Linked DNA regions of Anser cygnoides: all the other regions are linked to region 2. Evidence: chromatin contacts called from public Hi-C data. All regions are on one chromosome and are shown on one strand. The core of a region is the stretch at or near the end of the contact, and the rest is flanking DNA. Distances in the headings are between cores, read along the strand shown.

Region 1 (4,446 bases), core at 645-3,144, 270 kb after region 2:
TCATAGGTAAAACATATCTCGCCCGTAGTCAGAGTACTTCTGTACAGCAGTGCAGCTTAGGGCCTCTTGAGAAACATATAAACGAAGCCTCAGTTGCTGCCCTGATGTGGAATCAGAGTATCTCCAAAGACAGCAAGGATGCTATAAGAATTTATCACCAAATCTTAGAGTACAGAGAAAAGGGTCCTCTGGAATTAACTTCTACCTTTCATTCGCTTGGTTTCTTTGGACTGCCCTCACTTGAACAGAGGATGTATCAAGAGTAATAAGCACAAATATGGTCAGGTGATCGCAATCAGAGGAGAGATGTAGGAATGAACTTGGAAGGCTATGATTAATGATTTCTGTTTTCAGTTTCCCACAGGGCAGACTTTCTGCTCATGGCAGTATCCAGCTGCCCATTCAGAACAATAGCAATAAAAATAATGGTAAGTTCCTGTAGTGACAGGGGGCATCGCTTGATATTGCAATATATGCTTAAAATAATTATGCTACCTCCAGTGAAGGAATCTTAAAAAAATCTTCTGCAAATACCAGCTGTGGTGTTAAAGAGCAAATGATAATGAGATCATCAAAAGCCAGGGAACAGAGGTAAGTCAGCACAGCGACCATTACATTCCTCTATCCTTCCTAACTGTTTGAGATGTAAACACGTGTGTGTTTGCCAAAGGATTTCTGCATTAGAAAAGTGTGAAGCTGTGCCAAAATTCAGAGCTCCTCCATTGAAGTCCATGTAAGTAGGTTGGAAAGACTCAAACAAACAGTTGAGAAACCTGTCTTTCTCCATGTATGGTACTCCTCCCGTTCACAGCTTGACAATGAATTACACAGTAATGAAAGAATTTGCTGCCTAAAAGACTGCGTTGGCACTGGCTTGGATTGTACTCTGTCCCATAAAGTGCAGACAGATCCTTCAAGGAAAACAAATTACTTTTACCTCTGTATTTCTCTTACCCCACAATACCATATGGCCAGCTCATTAACAAAAGAACGTAAAAGAAGTGAAATAATAACCACAGAGGTTCATGCCAGCTACCCACCATTGAAGCACTTCTGCTTCTCAGCAATGAAGTATGATGTTTACAAATTCTGCAAAAAGAGCAGGTTCAGGCCTTAGGGATTTTGAAGAGCGGGCAAGCAGCACGTTCAAGCACACCATAAACTGGTACTGCTGGTGCCCGAGCTCAGCTAGCACATTTTTTTATGGCCCTCTGAATCAACACCGGGTAATACAGATAAGCTGAGGCTCCACTAGAAATTCCACTAGAGCACATAACAATCCACCCAAGAAGGGTTACAGAACTTCCTGGTCTTGGAGCATTCACCTCTAAACTAGAAAAAGAATCAGCAAATACATTCCGTACTGTAATAGGATCTTCAAGGTGATCTCATTGGTCTTTTCCATCTCCCATTTTCATGGCATTACATCTTCATTATAAGCATACATTTAATTTTAAGTATGAGTCACTGCAGACAACTGACTCAAAGAAGTGAGTCATAAAGGTGTGTTAGATCAGATTCTTCTGTCACCGTTGCTAGTAAAAGTTAGGAATTAACATTCCTGCAGTCAGTTAGGATCAAGCTTGCCACTGACTGAATGCTATTAAGATGAGCATGCAATAGTCAATGATTGCAGGAATCAGGCAGTACAATAATTGCTTTCATTGTGTTGAATGGAGATGAAAAACGATAACAAGCATGTGTGAGCTAAAAGCAGAAAATCCTTTGATAGCACACTATTAACTGATTCGTCATGGAACAGCACATGTAGACAGATGCGTTTCAGTATTAAAATGCACTTTGTTTACACAAAATAATGCTTCCAAGGGAACAAGAGATATGTATGCTGAGAACACAGCAAGCAGCTCTAGCTAGGAACCCGTTAAACATTAACCTCTACAAGTCTGCTCACTATTGGCAAGAGATCATAGTTTTACTGGGCAGAGTGCACACAAGTATAGTTTAGAAGACCTCTAAAAAAGATAGTATGTATGATTTATTCAAATACTTGCAACCCCTCTGTCCTCTCCTTATTTTCCTCCAATCCATGTTGTTTTTTTTTTACATGGCATTCATTAGCACAGGATTATACAACGGCTCCAACAAACTGGCCACTTCCTCTTATTTTAATTTTGCAGCATATCTTTACATTGAACATGACAATGAGAAGATCTTTCCACCATTAAAATGAAAGATGCAGCAAAAGCTACCAGAAGGTAGCAGACCTAACAGTCACATTCTCAAGCTGCTTAAGTTCTTAGGCTGCTTTGAAAACTTAAAACAAACAAAGCAAAATCAGAGCCTCAAATATGATTTGAGCTGAAAATCTGCTGCTGTCAATACTGGCAGTCTGTTTGATGCTATCCTTCAAAACACAGAAAGTACAAAGAACATGTACTCATTTCTAATATGTCACACTTTGGTAACTAAGTATATTTTGGAATATATTATGCTTTTTAAATATCCTGCAAACATTCAGATCAAAAAATATTAAATCATTTAAAAATATGTAAGATATTTTTGAGTGTAGCTATACTGACTCCCAGCTCTACTAGAAGACGTTAAATAATTGCACATCTTCGGAAATCTGACCCTCACTCTTTCAGAACGCTCTCTGGTGCTGGGATTCAAATAATAAACATAACCCGTGATTTTCAAATGCAAGCGTTTAGACAGGCACCTGCATTCCACATGGAGTAATAAAAACATCAAGTTTTAGTCACATTTCCAGAACTTAACAGCAGAAGCCTGTGTTACTGATGAAACAGATTATGCAATTACACCAGTTTTGTACTTGAATGGGAAATTACTTTTATTATGTATATATGCATTTCTGCTTATCTCTGAATTACTGAAGCTTGAGAATTCTCTGACATTTCTGTTAATTCAGCTTAAGTGTGGCTTGTGAAATTTGTGAAACTATGGGATGAAATCTGTTGTGCTTTAAACCCTGATTTCATTTAAAGCCAACAATACAGCGACTATCGTGTTGGGAGAAATAAACAAGGAACCATAAAATGAGTAACATGCATCCCAAATACAGGCACTACCCGAGCATCACTCTGCTAAACCATTGCAGACCTCCACAGAATGCCATGAGGAGTAAGGTTTACCGGCAAATGCATCCTTTCCATTCTTATATGAAAAAACCTCTGCTACAGCATACTGAATACAAAACAAGTTCAAGCCTCTGTCTGAAATGTAGGAGCTTTGTTTTGCTCAACTGTGTGTGCTCATCAGTCAGTGTAACCTAAATGTTTACATCTGAAAAATTACCCGAGACCAACTCACTGTCAAAAGCTACCAGCAACCACTTCTGCATCCCACTTTAGCCTAAAAAAAATCCCACCTGTGAAAATCATCACCTCCCACGTATCAACTTTAAATGAAGCAAGAGTCTCCAAAACACATTCAAACTAGCGTACCTGCTCATCATGGCATCAAGACACACCATCAATCCCCAGCACTATTACTAAGGAAAAATTTCTACTATTAAGAGTAGAAATTAAATTGTCAATACCCATTCAAGACACTGTCAAAATCCAGGTTTTGGACTAAACTTCTCTTGATGACTTCTACACAAGAACAGAGAAGAACATGGAGAAAGCTAGAGACTATTCACTTAACTTCCTAATTTTGATTGTCAATATTCTCTGCAAACTCTCTCAGGCATACCCAAGACCATCTTTTAGCTTTGGGTTAACATAGCTGTGGATCCCGACCCACAAATCAGATTCTTAGGTAATACTGCTACAAATGCTAATAATTGTTAAAAAGAACTAGAGTACAGCTGGCTTGTCCATGCCCCTCAAAAACAGAAAAAGAACTCCATTCAAATCCCGGTCCAGTGTTCTTACACCTAGATCACATTAATTATAGTGGCCCAAGGAACACATCTTCTTCCTCAGTAAATCTATCTTGCTGATAAAGAATTTTTTCTCCCTTTGCCACATTCTTTGCAAGTCATACAAAATGTAGGTTTCAGAATGCACGAGATTCCACATAAATAAAAGCTTTAAACCAATTAACTGTAGAGACCTCAATGATTAGAAAAGATTAGAACATCCCTAGAATGCTCTTTGACCTATTTATTCTTCAAGAGAATAATCCTTTAATGTCAAGAAGCGCTGACACTAATAAAGACAGGTGGTTAAGTACTCCAGCTCCTATCTTCCTCCCACATGAACAAAGAAGCACAACAGGTCAAGGGTATCCTTACAGGAGAGACTGAATCATGGGCAGGGTATAAGTTGCTCGACAATGTTTCTTACTCAACAGCTCTTGCTGCACTTACTCCTCTTCATGTTTGTTTCTTTAGACAGACAGACAGCCCAGGATTATTGATGGAATGGTGAAAGTATTAAATTACATATTTATTTTCAATTGCATACTTAAGTTCATTTTAGGGAGGTGACTAACATCAGCAGAAAAGGCTGAGAAAGACCC
Region 2 (4,118 bases), core at 951-3,450:
GGGCTTTTGCAGGTCTCTGCCCACCGGTCTGAGAGGCCTGGTGGACATGGGGAGGGAGTTACTCTGGGAACTGGCCTGGTAGATGGTTCCCATGCAGGCAGTTTGGCTTTCCCAGGGGGCTACCCCATGGGAAGTGAGAGGCTGGCCTCAAGAGCTATTCTCGGGGAGGTTAGTGTCCAGGAGGCACAGCAGGCTCTGTAGGCTGATGTATTTGGTCTTGAAAGCAACCTGACCACTGCTCTCGTTTAACTGTGTCAGGCTTTGCTCTTTAACTGTACTCCCAACACTTCCTCAAGGAGGTGAAACTAGAGCAGCATCTTCCTCCCGTTCCTGGTCATAAAGAAACCTGGGAAGGATTTTTTTGGTAAATACTATGAAATAATTTTATTTCCTAGTAAAACAGCGAAATAAAGAGATCTGCTTTCGTTGCTGTAAACTAGAAGCCAGTTGTGGTTTATAGAAGAGAAAATACTGCTGAGTAGGAACACGCCATTGTCTCTGCATGGTGCTGGCAGGAAAGGGAGACACTCAGACTCCGTGGAGGAATGGTTTGTGCTCAGTATAGTATCACTGGAGGTCAGTGAGGTGATTGATAGCAGATTGGATCCCTCAGAAAGATGACTTGTGGTCTGTATGCCACAGGGTTGTATATAAATATGGGTTGTACAAAGGGGAGTTTTAGACAGCACATCTCAGTGGCAAGTGAAGACCCCATTGTAGCTCAAGCAATAACTTTCCATGATTTGTAGCCTGGCATGAAACAACAACCCCAATTGCCTTGCAAAAAAAACTAGGAAGGTGGCCAGAAAACAAATGAAGGAAAATTCTTGAGGTGCTACAAATAAATGCAGTATATTCTGGGGAAAAAATATCTGCATTGGCAGTCCTGTGGATGGAGGGACTTCCATGGCACTGAGCAGCTGCAGGGGTTGGGCAGGCACATTCCCAGCATAATGTATGTGATCACCAGGGATAGGATTCACATGTCACAGAGGCAAGCACAGCTTGCTGTCTGATGGATTTACAGCCCACTTTGGCTGGACACGGGGCCTCTGTATGCTCCTTTAGCACCCTCAGCGCTGCCACATGAGAGCTGCCAATGGGTTGTTTTGGTTAGCAATGGCCAAGAGAGAGCTAAGGACTATTGTAGACTGTTTCTAGGTATGGCAGCTCAGCTGGGTGAGGATTAAGGGTGATGCCTGCCTATTGTGGTATCCTTCACAGTGGTAGGGATGGGCACAGGACAGAGTGAATGTCATTGGTAAATGGGAGAAGCACTCCTGGGGTGTTTCCCAAGAACATCACAAAGCGCCACGATATTCAGTGTAAAGGTTGAGTAGCTGCAGGTCCACAAGAGTGAGGGTTGCATTTACCTCCCCACTCAGGCACATACCAGAGGCTGGCCTCACCGAGAGGCCCTATGACACGTCCTTGGTGTGGCCTGCAGGTTATGTCTCGCCTGTTATTAATAGCCCCGTCTTGATGTCTCTCCACGATACTCTTGCAAACATTTTTTTTTCCTTCTTCTTTGAGCCAATTATCAGGCAAGAAGCCAGGCCCTTGCGCAGCATAGCTGTCACGTTTCTCACGTCACGGCATGGCTTGCTGCTCAGCCTGCACCGGCAGCAAGAGCATCCAGCTGCCCAGGTACCACTTGGACGTGAGAAATCTCAGGAGAAATTTGGGGCATGGATCAGCCCCTGATAGAAGCGAGGGTGGTGTGATGGGTTCCTCTACCAGCAGTGGGTTTCCAGAGGGAAAGTGAGGCAGCGGACAGGAGGCTGGGAGGGCGATGGGGCCCTTGAAATGTCTTGTCTTTCTCAACCCCACAAACTAGTCTCCATCTTAGTATCCTCTCAACATTCAATTTCTTTTCCAGCATGTGCATTTTCAGTGCCAAACCGTATCAAAAAACAACACAGAAAATGCACACCCTTTCTGCCTCCGTTTCAATTTGTCCCTTTCCAAAAGACAGGGAGCAGTGACCTTCACTCCCTTGTCCATCCTTTCATGGAAGGGTGGTAATCCACGTGTTAAGCGTGTCGATTTGAAAATGTAAATAATGCTCAGGTGGGGGCAGGGGGAAAATTATAGAATCTAGGTCAGACAAAGGCAACTGAACTTGCCCTTGAAAGGAGGTGATTATTTCCAGCCTCCCCGTGATAAGGCGCTGGGTGGAACGCTGTTAATAATTCACAGCGTGGACATTAAATTGTGGGATCAGGTTACATTAGAAAGTCAGGTGCTGCTGGCTTTTTGTTGCTGCGCTAATGGACTTTGACTCCAGCGCAAACTGTGCAGTGTCTTGTCAAATGCCACGGGCCAGAAATGGTTGTGGCTGGTTCTTCTTTCTTCCGAGTGGATTTGCTGAAAACCCATGGTCGTTTTGGGAGAGAGGGACCCTGTCTTTAACCCGTGCTAGTTGGAAATGTTCTTGTCCTACAGCTTAGGTACTTCTGCCGGCATTGCCATGCCTGGTTTATTACAAGCTGCTGTAGACAACATGTAAGACCTACAAGGGAGATGAGGAGTTGGGTACCAAAAGGCAAGTGTGGGTCAAAAATCAACTACATATTGAAAGTCAGCGGGGACACTAGACTCATACTGCCTAGTTTAGAGAAGGTCTTCCTGCTATACATGCAGATGGAGATCTGGATCTCCAATTTTTGTCTGCTAATCAGTGCGAGGTGGGTCAGAACCTGTGCTGGGCTCTGAAGCTCAAGCTTGTAATTTATTTTTCACCTCTTGCTTATATAACCAAACCTCCCAGCTACAGCCAGGCCATGCGCTGCCAATGATACCCTTTTGCTGCATCTTCAGGTACTGTGGTTCGCATGTGCACAACTGATAGGTAATTAGAAAATCACCCAGAATAAAACACTTGCTCCCTCTGCTAGACTGGTTCTTCTCGCGTTCAGAGGAGTAACAACCAGTAAAGCCATATGAGAGCCACAGACCTCCGAAGATCTGGCTTGGATCTTGCACAGGGAACAAATGTCGTGTGTAAGCACACGTAGTTTCACAAAGTCATTTCTCAGCGCAGAGCTTTAAATTTGAACTGCTTTAACTTTCAACCAGCAGAAAAGCAATCTAGGATTAGGGAAGAGGAAGGGAAGCAAAAGGGAGGCTATGGAATGGAAGTAAAATTGCTTCTCAAAATTCACGTTGCTTTGAAGCACAAGCAGCAGGATGATATACGTGTTGACACTGCAGAAAACAGCATGATCAACTTACGTTGTGGGGGTTAGAGTTTGTATCGCTCCCTCAAGTTATCGGAAAGAGGCAGGCACTCAGTAAATCTACTTCAGGTAACACATCAGCGTGAGATCGGTGATTCTGATGAGAATGTAGGAAGTCAAAAAATAGTTCTTCCTCAAAATGTTTTGTCTTGAGTGAGCTTCTGACCTCAAAGAGAGCCCCTCTCAAAAAAATATGCTTTAACTTCAGTCGGTTTGGACTTGTGTTCAAAACCAGGTGGACAAACACACTCCCTCAGATACCCTCCTTCAGCACAGGGGAGGCCAAAAGCAGGGAGGCCCCTGGTTCCACCTTGCCACAAGCAGTGCCGATATGTGAACACCTGGCTTTTGTGCTGCGGCTCTTCCTCTCCTGTTTTCACGGAGATGATGCTGAGTTTGTTTTCCAGCACTGCAAAGGAGGAGTAATAATTTCCATGTAGGCCACCGTGCCAAGAGTATGTGCTTCGAGCTGGCTTTCTGCGCTCAGCTCTTCTGGGATTGCTCCAGGCTGGCTGAGCAGAATATGCTAAGAAAGCGATTCCAAGAAAATCACAGTCATCATCAGAGGAAGATGCCCACAAAACTGCGTCCTGGCATCTTAACTGAAGCAAGGAGGCTTGCGTGGCAGGTTAGCAATGCAGTGCTAAGAAGAGAACTGCAGCCAGGCCAAGTCCACAGCCCAAGGGACCAGGGGCAGTCAAACAATGCAGCTTTTTCTTGCTCCGTGGTGTGGGTCTTGCGGCACCAAGCTGGGGAGAGCTCTGCAAGCCACAATGGAGAAAATAATAGGAACTGCCCCAAGTCTGCTGAATAGGGAAATGCCATCCCAATCATTCAGAAAAGAATTTAAAAAGAAAAAAAAAAGAAAAAAAAATAAAG
Region 3 (4,352 bases), core at 374-2,873, 310 kb after region 2:
TGGAAAAACTTTCTGCATGCTAAAAAGGATAACAGCAATCTGCCTTGCTAAAAGCAAGTGACCTGTGAAAGGGGTAAGAGCTGTGCATACAGAGCTTGTTCTTAGTATGTACAAATGTCTTAAGAGTCAGTGATTGGGTTATAAAAGATAAGAAATGAAAAGCCAGAAGGAATAAACAAGCTCAAACAGATTTCTGTACAGGAGCTACCGATTACTTCCAAATGAGTTTTCTGAAAGAAGTATCTTTCAGTCATCCAGGGCTTTCACTGGTCTGCAAGCACGGCCCATTTTGCTTGGGCAGGCACAGCCCTGTTCTCCAGCAAAACTGCAGCCACAGAACAGATTGCAGTGGACAATTTTGACCCCAGGATCCCCTGCGAAAAGCAACGTTCATATTTGTCAAGCACTCTGAGGAGACCAGTCAACACAAAGATCATTACCAGTGTGTCCCTAGCCTGTACTTGCTACACATCTCCAATCAACACCATTTACAGATGGAGGCCCTTCTCAACTCCCAGTGTCACTGCGCTTCTTCAAGGGTAGAGAGAGGAGGTCAGGACGCAGCAGACTGTCCATAGGATACGCTACGTGATGTTTTCTGGAACTGCATAGTCTTGGAATTACTCTGAATATTTATATAAACAGCATTGCGTCAGGATTTAGGGGCAGCATGCACATTTCACACTGCTGTTGCACAGGCTTCTGGTAGCATGCCAAACCAGCTGTGTGGACTTCCTGAACTACCAACGTATCACATTTCTCTTTTTCAATAAAGGGCAGATCATTTACTCTTTGGTTTGGTAATGTGGACTATACCCTGCTTTAAAAAGGATTACAATCTCAGGTAAGATTTGTAGTTTTCACTCCAGCTATTTTTAACTGGGGGAATCACTCCCTAACATTTTTTATAGGAAGGAAAGTAATTGTGTATTATTCTCAGGCCAAACTTTTAGCTGATTTAAAAGATGCTGATACCAAACCCTGAAAATATTCCAAAGGAATTCTAAAATAATTACAAAGCTTCAACAGGAGGGAATACAGAGGTTGTAACAGAGTTTGTAACTGCCTTCACTGTAGACATAGAGTGAAGTGGCTCCAGATTCAAAGTTATTTTTTAATAACCTGTTGGCTCAGAAACACCTTGACCTACTTTCTTCATAGTTTACAAAAAGAACACTCAGGCATGCTTGCTGTTGGTACCATTTTGCAACAAATACCCTTGCACATACTTTGATAAGTGAATAGATAATTCTGCCAATCCTGCACAGTTGGTTGATCATTTAACTGTAAACACAGTCTCATCTACCACTGAAACTAATCTGAACCCTACGAAAGTAATCAGTGCCTTTCAGAGCAATTTATGATACATTTTCCAGCACATGAAAAAAAACAACTGATTTTTCTTCAAACTTAACCAAAACCTTCCCCTTGCCATAACAGCTAACCCTAATAAAAAATATAATGGAACTAGAACTAGAGATTATTGTACAATACATGCAAACTTAACTGTAAAGGTACATCACAGCTAAACAGACTTTTGGAGAACCAGGTTTGTGATTTACACCAGTAACTTTTTTTTGAAACAACAAAGCTTGGTGGCTAAGTCTGCTAAGTATGGATATGTATCTCATTTCCATAGAAATCACTGGGGGAATTTTCTATTTCCTGTGGGAAGCAAGAATGAATGAGACTTTCCACAAACAGCACAGTTCACAAAGTACATCAATAGTTTCTGGCGCAATACAGTGATATGACCTTTGTGGGACAGGGATGCAGAACAGGGAACGTGCAACTTATACAAAATTTCCACTTAAAGTGATTTAAGTGAAGGAACATAATCAAATGCATCTCATGAGTCAGACATGGTTAAATCTAAGAGATCCAAAAGAAAGCACAGCTATGACCAAAAAAATTTAAAAAAGGGACTTTCTGAAACAACGGCACCTTCCTACCCAGCACTTCCTGAACCCTGTCCTTGGGCCCCAGACAACTTTACTAAATGATATTTTACAGAGAAAGGTATTTTACACAGCCCACATACAACCTGTTTATTACTTTATTGACTGCACTTAGGGAAAGGCAGAGTTCTTCTCCAGCACACCCTTAACAGTCTGTAGAGCCCCAGACAGGAAAGGAAGAGAAAACATGGTTGTGTTCTCCCTGCTCCAGGCAATAACTAAACTTCATCTCCACTGCAGGCCAAAAAAAGTGGGAGGAAAACCTGAGGACAACAGTGTGAAAACTTTGCACTGTCTTCCACTGGGGATCTGTTCAGAGGATGTTCCTCTACATCGTTCCTCCTCTACATGTATCCTATTTGCCTGCTTTACTGTAAAGAGCATATCTCTAGTAACATGTACCCACTCACTTCGCAGCTTCTTAGGAAGACAGCAATAAGAGGCATCAACTGCCTGCAGCAAAAGAACTCCCACTGCCCCAAATGGTCCAGGAACAGGGCCAACCACCGTCTAGTCTGCATAACAATACGGACTAATACGGATGGATTAGATCAACAAATCATTTAGGCAAACAGCTGTGCAAGTTTCAACTTTCTAAAGCTGAAGTGATGTTCTTCCTTACAGATTATCTACTACTTAAAGGTTAAAAAAACATGCTATGATTGGTACATTCTATGCTATGATTGGTAAAGTCTGTTGTTACTTGCAAACTGGCTTGTTTCTAATGGTCAATCACATCCCTCAGTGAGAACTGGAAATTTAGACAATATGTGCTTTGGGGCTCAGTGGATAATAAACGTGATTAGCAGATGACGTTGTTATAATATTTCAGAGTCCATTAGAACGAAATTCCAAGTAATCACCCTAGCAAAACAGAAGCAAACCTGTGTCCTAGAGAGACTGCAGTTATTGTCTACAAGCTTGCTCTAACAAACCAATTGATAATTTCAGTTTATATTTTGCAGATATAACTGGATTGGAAAAGCATAAATAGTCCAGATTTTACCAAATATGCAAGAAACAGTTTTCTCTCTTTTCTAACGCCATTGTGATTTCTGCCAAGACTCAGAGTTGCACATCTGGGAGACGCCTGGGAGCAGATTAAAGCTAAAGTCAAAGGAAATACAGAACAAAGTATGTAAGCTAAGAAACAGAGAGTACTGCTTATGATGTCTGCATAAAATTCTCCCGAAAGAAAGCACACTGAAGGATGGAAATTTTTACCTCTCACTTACCCTGGTAAAGCTGAATGAACTTGGGCTGTAAGGCAGAGCTGATAATCCCATCTGGCAACTCTCTCAAAAATAATTTCAGAAGACTGGCTGCTGAGTACACATCGCCATCTTTAACTAGCTCCACCTCTTCTCCACGCTCGTACTGCAGACGCAACTGTTCCACCATTTTCATGCTGCCGTTTACCCTGAAGAGACCTTCTTGGGTCATACCTATAATTATGTATTACACGTGAGGATGGTCTGAACTAAGACAGTATTGATATGATAAAACAGATATTCTAGTGTGAATAATACACTACCATCAATACAAAGGAGGACAATTAATACTATGCAGTTTAAAAAGATATTATTTTTCCCCTAGAAGCTCCAATGGTCAAGTATTGGGTTATGATAACTTAACAAATACTGCTGACTAGATCTTGAGGCCTGGGATACTCTACAAAAACCCACAACACCCTTTGGCATTGCTGTAACATGCAAATATCTCACACCATGCAGAAATCAATTGAGAGGGCTGCATTTTGCATCAGTATACTTCAACCGAAAAGAATCCAGGTTCTACAAACCTTTCAAAATTGTTTCACCTTTGCAAGTAGTCCATTAGCTTCAATGGGACTCTGCCAAGTACTCACTTATTCACACAAGTGAATATTTCAAGCTTCACTTTTAGGGTAACAGCTTCTTACCTGTGATCACCATGAAGCAAAGACATATGAATACATGCTGATTGCAGCAGTAACTCTATAATAAGCACCACAGCTTCACAATAGCAGAAAATCTCCGAGATCAAATGCATATTTTGGACAGTACGAGGCCCAAAGTGTTTTGCTATGAAAATAAAAATTATCAATCATTTCAGGCCAGACAACCCACACCCAGTGAAGGTTTCCATGGAGGAAGTGAGATGAATCATATTGTATCAAGCATCACTTTTTAGGCCTATGCTGAGATTCAAAAACTTTAGGAAAACATGTGCCTAAAGCTCAACTCGGTAAATTAGTTTTTCCCTAAATCATTTTCACAAGAACTCTGCTTTTTTTGATACTGTGTCTATAGACCTGCTTATTCTTCTTTAGAAGCATAACACTAAGATGATCGAAATATAAGATATATGGTTTTCATTAGTTCAGAGTGGTCATTGCTAAGCAGGAGCCTGACA

The links. A called contact is a pair of places that touch in the nucleus more often than the background predicts.
Region 1: a Hi-C map of liver shows a contact between it and region 2, with 1.6 times the contacts expected there. The contact joins two enhancer-like sites.
Region 3: a Hi-C map of liver shows a contact between it and region 2, with 2.7 times the contacts expected there. The contact joins two enhancer-like sites. A contact is called at or near these places in 2 of 7 Hi-C or Micro-C datasets (both in liver).

Annotation. Positions count from the first base shown.
Region 1 is chr4:68,978,802-68,983,247 of Taihu_goose_T2T_genome, forward strand. The region is part of intron 5 of FAM13A (family with sequence similarity 13 member A); the gene reads right to left. Among named protein-coding and RNA genes, the nearest start is that of FAM13A, 44 kb to the right of the region's middle. Within about 2 kb of position 1,895, at least 3 of the 3 cell types and tissues checked have open chromatin away from gene starts, as enhancers often do. A contact at or near this core is called in liver, where this site is marked.
Region 2 is chr4:68,707,896-68,712,013 of Taihu_goose_T2T_genome, forward strand. No RefSeq gene overlaps it. Among named protein-coding and RNA genes, the nearest start is that of PPP1R3B, 15 kb to the right of the region's middle. Within about 2 kb of position 2,201, at least 3 of the 3 cell types and tissues checked have open chromatin away from gene starts, as enhancers often do. A contact at or near this core is called in liver, where this site is marked.
Region 3 is chr4:69,016,103-69,020,454 of Taihu_goose_T2T_genome, forward strand. It overlaps FAM13A (family with sequence similarity 13 member A), which reads right to left. Exons shown (of 21, transcript XM_048052161.2): 3 at 3,194-3,403. Among named protein-coding and RNA genes, the nearest start is that of FAM13A, 7.0 kb to the right of the region's middle. Within about 2 kb of position 1,624, at least 2 of the 3 cell types and tissues checked have open chromatin away from gene starts, as enhancers often do. A contact at or near this core is called in liver, where this site is marked.